2 separate regions of the Mus musculus genome follow, and region 2 is linked to region 1. Evidence: chromatin contacts called from public promoter capture Hi-C data. All regions are on one chromosome and are shown on one strand. The core of a region is the stretch at or near the end of the contact, and the rest is flanking DNA. Distances in the headings are between cores, read along the strand shown. Region 1 overlaps Gm51629 (a long non-coding RNA gene). Region 2 overlaps Map2 (microtubule-associated protein 2).

Region 1 (5,489 bases), core at 211-2,710:
TTATTCCCTGACTTGTTCCAATTGATAATTACATTCTTCATATGTAAAACCTTTATTAAAGATTTCACAAATTGGTCTTAAGAGTACTTCAGATGGCTCATTAAGAATTCTTATACTTTTTAAGGTTATAGACCAAAAGGAGCTGGAGAGATGGCTCAGTGGGTAAGAGTGTTGGCTGCTCCTCCAGAGAACCCAGGTTCAATTTTTAGCCCCCAGTTCTCAGCTCACAACTTGTCTGTTGCATCATGAATTTATAGTATTCCTTTCTCTTTTGCTACCTTGATGAAGAATTTCATTTGCATGAACTTTTTAGGACTCTTTTAAAGTCAGAAAATGCTGAGAGGCCAGATTTACTTTATTGTTAAAATATCTCCTTGCCTTAACGTTTTTTAAAAACACTTTTAGCATTTAATGAAACCACAAAATAATACCAGGGTTCTTTTGGGCAAGTATGCTTATAATTTTATAGAAATCACTCTTAATTTCCCGTTATTACACTCCATATTAATATATAAACATCCCAGTATTACTTGTCAGCACACACAGCTTCAAATGTTAATGTAAAGACTGCTGTTGAGTGATGGATCCAAGAGCAGTGCTGCCTCAATTTATATATCTGTGGTCCATAGCTTAGAACTATGTATACTTGGCCACTTTGCCAATAAGGATGAGAAAATGACATTACCAAGCTAAATGATTGAATATAAGTTTGCATACAATGCTTGCCTTGACATTTTAAAAGTAAATGAACCCTTCATTCACAAAGGGTAAAAGACATTCTTAAATATTAACATACATCAAATAAAGAGGCATGGTCCTATTGTTGAATATCACTCCCTTGTTTTTTATTAAATGTGGAAATCAAGGATATTGTTCTTAAAATATTTAGTAAATCATCATGATATGATAACCCTCAAAAGACAATTTATCATAAATGTATAATAATTAGTAGTGAAAACATTTGCATTTATTATCTGACCAAACAACATACAAGGATTACTTCCTGTCCAGGCATTCCTCAGTACTTTCATTCTTTTGGAAAATACAGAACTACTTGAATGGACTAGAGAAAAAAAGCCTGGTGGCTTTAGTAGTGTACACTTGTAGAACTGAGTTGTCTTAGTGTGGGGAAACATAGAGTATAGCATTTTTATAACCCCAGTTTGAACCCTGGATAACCATAGGGCTGGGGCGTAATACATGGAGCTATAGAGAAATGGACTGTCCTAGAAGAGTAAGTATACTGTGTAGGTGAATTATTGAAGAAAGAGATTGTTTCTGAGTTTCTTAGTAGGAGAGAAAGTCTGCAAAGAAAAACTGTATGTGTAATTACAGGATAGCACAAGGAAACCGTTAAAGTAAAACACTAATAACATGCCTGACTGGATAAGCACACACAAGAACTTGCCATATGTGAGGCTGCTCATCCCTCCTTTTAAAAGCGGTGCCAGGGGGCATTGCTCATCTCCATGACAAGCTGTTTCCACTGACTGCCTCTTCCTGCACAGCGTTTGCTGAGCCCAGAGCATTGTTCAAATGTTCACTTCTCTCAATCACATGTGTTTAAATTCAAGCAAGACATACTAAGTTGGAACGTGGAAGATTTGCTATGTTAAAATAATGTATGGATGGCTAAGGTCTGAGAGCAAATGTGGGTTTGGTGCAGCAATAAAGTTAGCAGGTGGCTGCTGAGATTGGAGACCCTCAATAAAACGGAAACCTATGATTTCCGTGTTTATCAGGAATTGGTACATCCATGATAGTGTTTTCACTTCCCAGTCACTATGTTCCAGGCCTGGGGGTAGGGGGCCGTGGGTGGAGATCTGTCATTTTCATATTCAAGTTTTAGTGTGTGTGTGTGTGTGTGTGTGTGTGTGTGTGTGTGTGTATCTGTGTGTGTAAGAGAGTGAACAAGAGAGCAAGAGAGAGAGAGAGAGAGAGAGAGGGGTTAATTTTACAATAAGACTCTGGAAGCAGGAGCTATGCTTTACTTAGGGAAATATCAACCTGAATGGCTGAGAACTGGGGCACTGAAAAACAACGTGTGCATGCATGTGTGTATGTCTGTAGTAGATAGAGACAGAGAGACAAGGAGAGACATAAACAGAGAAAGGGAATCAAAGAGAGAGAGAGGCACAAAGATATTGAGATACTGAGACACAAAGATACAGAACAAAGATGGTGAATGACTGTAAAGAGCTTGCCACATGGAAATTTGAGAAAGGATAAGGTGTGGCTGACTATGATATCACTATTTCTTCTCTTCCTAGAGGACGGAGAAGAAAAGCAAGTAAAGACACTTAATCAGCAGCTAGGAAAGGGAAGAGGAGGAGGGAGGGAGAAAGGAAAAGAAAAATGCACATATTTCCCTCAAAGTGGTAAATAAAAATTCTAAATCTTGACTGTTTGGGAGAATTAAAGACAACAAGGGTCAATGGAATATAATGAGCAAGCATGGTATCAACCTTCTCGACTCAGAATCAGTATCTGATGGGAAAGAATAAAATACCCGGTGGGTTAAGGAAAGAGCTCAGGCAAATGCGTAAAAACTTCAGATAAAGGTTGATACTAAGCAGAAGTATCCAGCAATGAAAGAAATGTGGAGCTCTAAATCAAAATGTAATTATTGTCATGCAAGAATTAAAATAAGGGCCCAAAAAAACCTCTGGTCATAAATTTGTTTAAAGTAACTACAAGTGAGGAATTGAACGATACAATTTCCAGGCTCTCTTTTAACTCTAATTTTTATTGTGAAGATTCCATGACCCAGTTCAGCCCAGAACTCTTGGTGTGGTCCTGATAGTATCATTTTGGATGCTACCCTTAAGCCTGACGGGGCAGAACAACAGAGAAGTGCTCTTACATACTGGCTGCCGCAGGCAGTGGAATGGGACTTGGCTACCCCATGCCTGTCTCCAGTTTCCTCATCTAGTAAGTGAGGGTAAGATGATCAAAGGCAACCACACATTTTAATTAGAAGCAATCTGTAAAACTCTTTGCCAAAGGTAACATATTATTATCTGTTGGAACAGTTGTCAAAACACAGGAATCGTGGGACCTATGAGATTAAAGAGCTGAAGGTACAGACTCGAGAGCAACTGAATCTAAACTAAGGCTTTGCTCACTTAGAAAGCACTAGATTGAACAACAACAACAAAGTTCCATGAGACTTTTCAGCTTTATTAAAATCTTAAAATTAGATATCCTAATAAGGCTGGCTCCAATAAAAACAAACAAACAAACAAACAAACAAAACAAAAAATAGCAAAACAAACAAAAAAACTCTTCAAAGGGAATGGATTCTCCATGCACTGAGAACCTCGCCCTTCATGAGGCATTGACCCCTATAATGTACAAAGAAAATGAAAACACACACAAACACACACACACACGCACACACACACACACACACACACCCCTCATCTTCTAATACAGTTAGCATTGATTAGACATTCATCACTCATCTAAATAGCTGGGCAGAAAATTGAACAATTTCACAAAGAGAAGAAAAGCCAATTGCTAAACTGTAGTTTGTACACACCCCGCAGATCTATTTCTCTAAACCACAATCCTGTAGAAAGTCCTAATTCGCAGAAGGGAACTAAATCACAGTGAGGTAAATTAACTTGCGTAGGGCCTACTTTTCTTCTTGGGACATTATGGGAGATGGCTGGTGTAGAGACATGTTCTGTGTGGCTTAGAGTAAGAATACTTAGGGTGTTATTAATGAAGGATACTTTATAAGAAGCCAATTGGAGAGTCCCATTCCCTCAAGTGGCAAAATGGGCAACAGACACAATTACAACCCAGCATTACTTTGAAATGAGACAAAACCTATAATCTTATATTTTTTAGAATAAAAAGCCCCCACCCCACCCCCTGAAGCATTACAGGGCCCTTTGCTGGCTAGAGCCTATTCAGTTTGATGGTATCTGGAGTCATCCACACAATGTTAGCTTTGGGTAATTGGGCAAGGAATTAACTAAGTGCCAGCACTTGTTTCTTTGAACTTTTAGTCCATCAGTCTTCACTGGCCTGAGCGCGCATAAAGACTGGACTTGGGCTTTGGAAGAGACTTGGCTTTGCCATCACCCATCATCCATCACCTTGTTCTGACATCAAAGCTAAATCACCAAGATGCCCATACTTTATAAATCACACCTCTGGGAATCATCACCAAACAAAACTTACATGTGCCTCAGATCCTGAGGCATGTGCCAGATAAGCTATTGTTAAGACCTATGTGGAAGCCATGGATTATGGTATTGAGAACACATATGAAGAACTGAAAAATAAATGCCAAGAGGTTATATCCTGGAGCGGAAAAAAGTATTACTGCTCCCTGTAGTAAGGGAGATATTTTTAAATGGAAAGAATTTCAAACTCCAACTTTGTGTTTCAACATATGATCATTCTCTGTAGTCATGCAATGGAGTCTCTTTGAAAAGAGTCCGAAGCTTGTGAGTCCTTCTCTTAGTGAGGCTGGGGTTACAGAAGCTGTCTTATGTGAAATCATTTGACTTTCAATCTGAGGGGACACTCTTAGCAGCAAATGATGGATTATTCATCCCTGTGACAGAGAACTCATCTGAATTGTAATTCAATTGTAAATGTACTTTGACTGACTTGGTATTTCATTCATTTCTGGTTTTGGCAGATTTAATTCTGGAATAATATAGGTTTTCTCAAAACAAAACAAAACAAAGCAAAACAAAATACCCTTTAACTGGCTTCACAGTTCTGGGGTGGAACTCTTGCCTAGCATTCTGGAGATCCTGGATATACGTGTCAGTGTCATATATCAATACATATAGAAAATGGAACAACAGAAAACAAAAACAAAAACAAAAACAAAACAAAACAAAAAGAACCTCAGCTCAAGAAAATAGAGCCATTATAAGTCCATGCCCCTCTCCATGCCTGAATCCTAACTGTAGTTAAAGAAAATAAAAGACAAAATAACTTCAGATTTTAAAATACAAGCAAGTTTTACTTATGCCGTAAATACTTATTTTAAAATGCTATCAATTGTCCCTAAATATAAAACCATGCTTTCTAACCTTTATACAAACCAATATTAATTGCCTTGGCTTTTTTTTTATAAAAGAGCCATCTGTAGAAATTTTTATGTATATGTATGTGTACATACATGTATGTGAGTGAACGTCACATGTGTTTGGGTGCTGCCAAGGTCAGAAGAAGCATCCGATCTCCTGGAGCTGGAGTAAGAGTGGTTTTGAGCCTCGTGTTAAGTGGATGCTAAGAACTGAACTCAGACCCTCCAAAGAGCAGAGCAAGCTTAACCTCAGAGCCAGCTCCACAGCCTCAGCTTTCCACTGTGAGTGTGTTAATGACCTTAGCACCACTGATGGAGTAGGAAGGAGCTGATGTAGACTGGGATAAATCCACTAATCCTAGAAATAACCCAAGGTGCACAAGTTAGAAACCATGAGTGATATCTGTTTTCCAGTCTTCCCTTTCAGGAAAAC
Region 2 (5,504 bases), core at 119-2,618, 170 kb before region 1:
CCAACCTCTGTCCCTCCCTCCCCCTTCCATTCTTTCTTCTTTTTTGTTTTGTAAGGAAAGAATATATAGAAGTAGAAATAGAGTGAACATCAAAAATTCCTTGATAATATTAATCAAGCCAAGGATTTGCCAAAAAGTAGAACTAAATCTCAAAACAGTAACTTCCATTGCTGATTATTTTCTCATAATCCATTTTAAATAAAAATATTTTATAAACTGGTGAGAATTTTTCTCTAAATGGAGATTGTTTCTAACCCTCAGAAATTGGAAAGCAACGAAATAAATCATCATGAGAAAATAAAACAGCAAATTAGAAATGAGAAAAAAAGTCAGGATATTAGAAAATATAGGAGAAAGTTTGAAAATCATAAAATATAATTAAATTATATCTACATTTAATTACACACACACACAGACACACAGACACAGACACACACACACCAAATTGGCACAAATTGTTTTTAGCACAATAGACTTGGTAATAACTCAAATCCAGTAAAATGTTTTTTTAAGTGTCAATTAGCCAAAGGGACTGATGAAATACTTTTTAAAATATCAATTCTGATGTGGTTCTGTTATTTAATAGAAACCAAGACAAACGAGATGGTCCCACTAGATTCAAGAACACAACAAGAACAACTGTGTGCCAATAAATCAACATTTTAAAGCATCACATTATGTCTTATGAGACAGAACTTTGCTGATGTCAATTCAAAAGTTTGTAGGCATTTAAAATTCCGAAACGATCCTACAATATATTGAGTCATTGGGTTTAATAGGAACAGTCTCAAGAAACCATTTTTTCCCCGATATTTTGATTCAGAATTACTGGTTTAAGACAATGTCACCCTGCTGTGACTTTGACTGAGAAGCAAACATGATCAACGAAGCATCACATGACTCTATATTTAGATGAAAAACTTTACTTGGTGTTCATTGCTTCCTCTATTGTGTAAAGCATAGACCCTTCTAGCTGGGGTATATATAAGCCCATACCTTCCTAGGAGCAAGAGACATCATTCTGTATGGCACTGTCCATGAAAGCTGGCCCTGATAGGCTCAGATCCAGTAGGCATCAATACAACAAGCTGTACAGTATGACAGAAGTGCACACCCACACCCGCTTCATCTGGTAGAAACCATGCAGGCAGGACAAAGCAATCACCACAGATACAAACCTTATAGAAGTGCCTTAATTAGAAAAAATCTACATCTCTCTCATTCCTTCTAGCCCAGATGCCTAACCTTCATGAGGAAAGTCTTGAAAAGATTCCCATTTTCTGGTCTCATCCACCGGTGCTGCCAGGCCGGACGGTTTGCAGCAAGCCTGTGTGTTTTCCTGCAGATCCACCCTTGAATGCTAAGTAACTGCTCTGCACACGCCTCTCTCTGCGGAGCTCAGGGAAATGGCAGCCAGAGCAATGAGTGGTTGGCATGGCAACAACAAGAAGAAAATCTGCAACCTCTTGTATTGTTAGGCCTGCTTGTTTATTTGCCTCAGGGGCCTATGCGGATAGCTTTAGTCATTTTGCTGGAGAAATGGCGCCGAGCTATTTTGCTGTGCGTACATTAATGTAGCGTATACAGTAGGTTGTATTTTAAAGGGGATCTCAATTGAGAATTGAAGGAAGAATAAGAATAAGAGGGTAGCAAAAGGCAGGTTTCAGTTTCCTAAGGTTGAAAAGGAAGAACAGAAAGGTTAGAGCTCTTGGCTGTTTGCATTTGAGCGATGCCAACCTCTGCGCCTATTATGTGTTTTCCAGCTTCAATATACGGTCTATGCAACAATAATTTTATGGGTCTGGGCCTGTCTGTTATGGGGCTGCTTGAATTATGGGGATGTTAAAAAGGAGAGAAAGCTATATCACCTCCTGGGTAGGGGGTAGACCTGGAAAATACAACTGAAAATATAGATGTTCCAGGGGAAAAAAAAAAGGGATTGTCGAGAATGGTTGGGAGTCAGGTAAAGAAATGTCCTTCCTTTTTATTTTATTTTATTTTATTTTATTTCTATTTTTTTATTTACCCCAAGTGATATGCAAAAAAGAGCCACTTCATCTGGGGACTTGTTTTCTCCTATTAGTGTTCAAATCCCATACCCAAGAACAACTTAAGTCACTCATGTCTGCTCTTAAAAACTTGCATACCTTGACAACTATAAATATCTTTTTCTTTTCGGCTGCCCTTCAGTCTCCACTTTGGAGGAAACTGAGACTCACGCTATGATTTCATGCCATGCTCTAGGAGTGTGAATATAAGTTCTACAACAGAAATGTGCACTTTGCCTGCCATAGATGGCAGCTGCAGAGGGGCAAGAGAGGAGCTCTCTTCTAAAAAGTAAGGAGCTTGGACCCTGTAGTACATGGTCTCAGGTGATGACTACACCCAAGAAAGATGGAAAGCTAGTCTTCTAGATGGACAAAGGTCGATATTACAAGATTAATTCTTTCAGGTAACAAACAAACAAAAACAAAACAAAACAATAAAACCTCTAATCTAAAGGAATCTTGAAAGACTTGTCAGTGGGCAGCCTGCTTAGAATGTAAATGAATGATAAATTATACACAAAAATTACATCTCTTCTTGGAGAAAAGACAATTCAGAATGAAACCAAGTTGCAAGGGGTTCCAATTGTCCTTCTGTGTCCTGTGTTGGAAGGTAGGGAGAGGTGGAGGGAAGGTTTCAGGATCTCTGTAATATCATAATCTATTGTTCGAGTCCTTATGTAAAATCTCATAACATTTGCATAAGGCCTCTGCAATCTGCACATATGTCTTAAGCCATCTCTAGACTGCTTATATTATGGATATGGTGTACAAATTCCATGTTAATAATTGATATACTGCATTAAGTAAGAAACAGTGACTGGCAGGAAAGCACTATTATTCTGTCCAAACACAATTTCTTTCAGATTTGTTTAATTCACAGTTGTCTTTAGTAGTGGGTGAGCAGATAAGGAGAACAGACTCCAGTTTTGCAAGCATCCCTTGAGGAACAGAGAGGCATCAGAGACTTTTCTATCTCTAGAGAAAGAATGGTGTTCAACAAATGTGAGGAATACAGAATTAACACATCCTTTGCAGATCTGGCTTTTACCATTGGCATTTACATTATATTAAGGTGATTTCATAACTGTACTCAGCAAGGATGAGACTCAATGCCATCGACAACAGGACATCAAAAGACGTGACAACCAGTGACTTTGCCAAGTCACGAGCACACCGAGTATGGAAACTGTCTCCACATCCTTAAAATGCCACTTGAAAGGTAACTTTAAACATTTCCGCTTCCTATAATGATGTTCTGATCAAAGTGTTTTACATTTTTAGATACAAAGATTTATTGGTTTTTATAGATACAATCAAGCCTTCTGCCCTTTTCCAAGTAACCTCATGCTAACTTAATATGAATTCTAATGACTTTGATCCTAGCTTCTGGATCAGAAACTTATAGATGAGGTGCCTAATTGTCACTCTGTAAATTCTGTGGGGGCCAAAACATATTTCTCTTGCTTTGTTTAATAAAGTGCAAAGGAAAAGAACAGATTATTCCAAGCTAATATTCTTCTAAATTATGCTTTGGATAACAATTTTAAAACGAAAAAAAAAAGCCTAACTGTTGATTTAGTGGCTTGCTTCTGAATAGTTTCACATGTATTTACATCCTTCCATGGCATAGCTTTAAAAATGGCACTTTAGTACAAGGAAAAAAAGCCCACCCACCTTTCTGTGGGCTTGCCTTTACATTGTGTGGCAGGAGATCACAGCTAACAAATATAAGGACTAAGATTGAAATACTATTGCCTTCTAACATATCCTGCTCCCCAATCCTGGTCTCAGTGCACAAGGACAAAATCAAGTTGACTGTAGATGTGCACCTTCCAAAAGTCTCAACGATCATAAATGAAAATGAACGTCCAAAGGGTAAGAGATAGAGATGGTAGGACACCAGGCCAAAGGAGGCCCAGTCTTGGGAAGATATGATGGTCCCATCCTTGACCATGTAAACCTGTTTATGGAGATGGATTACAAATGAGCTCAGGGAAAATAACTTCTGGAAACAAAGAGACAACCATAGCCAAGAGGAAAGTAGAAGAGATATTCTGAGTTAACTAGGAGTTTTGTGGCCACCTCAAGCACAGCTGAGGACCTCCCCCCCCCCACTGAGGAGTGCTCTATATAAATAGTTGGGTTTTTGAGGATTATTCTTTATGGAAGAAATATGATATACTGTTACAGTGTATGTAAGCAAGCAAGCAAGCAAACAAAAAAGAATGAGCTCCTTGGTCCTATTTGAAATGGTCACCTCCAAATATAACGCTAGTTCCCATCAGGTACCCACCTTCAAAGCATAGCATTTAAAAAATGCCATATTTGTGATTTAAGAGAATTTGCTGATAGAGGTGATAATTTGTAACACACACTATAAATCATCGATGATAACAGTTATCATTTTATCAAACTGTTTTGGGAGAAGCTACTTGCATGTTACCTCATCATTGGAGCATTCTTTGTAAGTACAAGGAAGCCAGTTTTACATTTTTTTTCTAGAGCTTTCCATGCTTGTACATCTTAAGGATTCAATAATTGGCCTGTTATTTTTAGAAGGAAGTTAGTTTAAAAATCACACCATAGTTTGGATTGAAAACATCACTATGGCAACCTACAGATGAGGATGTACCACCTCTGTCACTGTGAGCATACATATGAATGCTTAGAAATCATCTTTTCCAAGGTAACATAAGAAAGACTAATTTAACACATGTTGAGATGCTTCCACAAAAAACACTGGATGTTCCTGACACTATCACTCGAAAGAAATACCTGTGCGTTGGGTTTAATTTATTTTATTTTCTCAAGGAAGCTGGCAAGGACACATTGACCTGACAAGCATATCTTTCTGATGCTGTTAGATACTTCTTTAAGACCACCAAACATAGACTATTAGATGAAACAAGTTGTCCATGGTGTTAACAAGCATCGCTGTATACGGGATTATAGTGAATTGTATTGCTCCATGGTAGTCAATAAGGGTCATGTGCTGACCATCAAGAGACAGAACTAACCAGGCATGGTGGCTTGTACCTGTCATTCCCAGGACCTGGGAACCTGAGGCAAGAGGATAATCTTGACTTTAAGGAGAGTCTGGACTATACAGTGATTTCAAGGCCAGCCTGGGCTACAGAGTGATACCCTTCTCAAAAACCAAACCAAAACCAAAACAACAGCAATAACCAAGACCTCCAAAACCAAGGGATAAAAGTAAAGTTTTCAAATTGATTTGAAAAAGACTGTCTTTGCATTTGCCTATTCATTCAACCACTGGCCCAACACACATTTTATTGTACACTGTAGCTGTTAAGCCAGTGTCCACAGGATACAAAGAATTCTTGGTCTGTGCCATTATCCCTTTCCTTTCTCCTAACCTTGATGCTGGAGCTTGTCCTCATCCCTTATGCCTCAAACCTATCAAAAACCTTTCAGTGTAGAATCCCATCCTCAGCA

What was found. Capture Hi-C pulls out chosen DNA fragments and counts their contacts.
Region 2: a promoter capture Hi-C map of pancreatic islet shows a contact between it and region 1. The contact joins two enhancer-like sites. A contact is called at or near these places in 1 of 39 promoter capture datasets (the C10 cell line), 1 of 484 Hi-C or Micro-C datasets (uterus), 1 of 115 datasets of contacts at active chromatin or transcription factors (astrocytes) and 2 of 9 other capture datasets (liver and pancreatic islet).

What each region holds. Positions count from the first base shown.
Region 1 is chr1:66,217,677-66,223,165 of GRCm38.p6, reverse strand. Gm51629 (a long non-coding RNA gene) reads left to right here. Exons shown (of 3, transcript XR_003947841.1): 3 at 1-5,489. It also overlaps a transcript of Map2 not described here. Among named protein-coding and RNA genes, the nearest start is that of Gm51629, 10 kb to the left of the region's middle. Within about 2 kb of position 1,460, at least 12 of the 459 cell types and tissues checked have an H3K27ac peak or open chromatin away from gene starts, as enhancers often do. A contact at or near this core is called in pancreatic islet, where this site is marked.
Region 2 is chr1:66,382,810-66,388,313 of GRCm38.p6, reverse strand. All of the region lies in intron 4 of Map2 (microtubule-associated protein 2), which reads right to left. Among named protein-coding and RNA genes, the nearest start is that of Map2, 64 kb to the right of the region's middle. Within about 2 kb of position 1,368, at least 84 of the 459 cell types and tissues checked have an H3K27ac peak or open chromatin away from gene starts, as enhancers often do. A contact at or near this core is called in pancreatic islet, where this site is marked.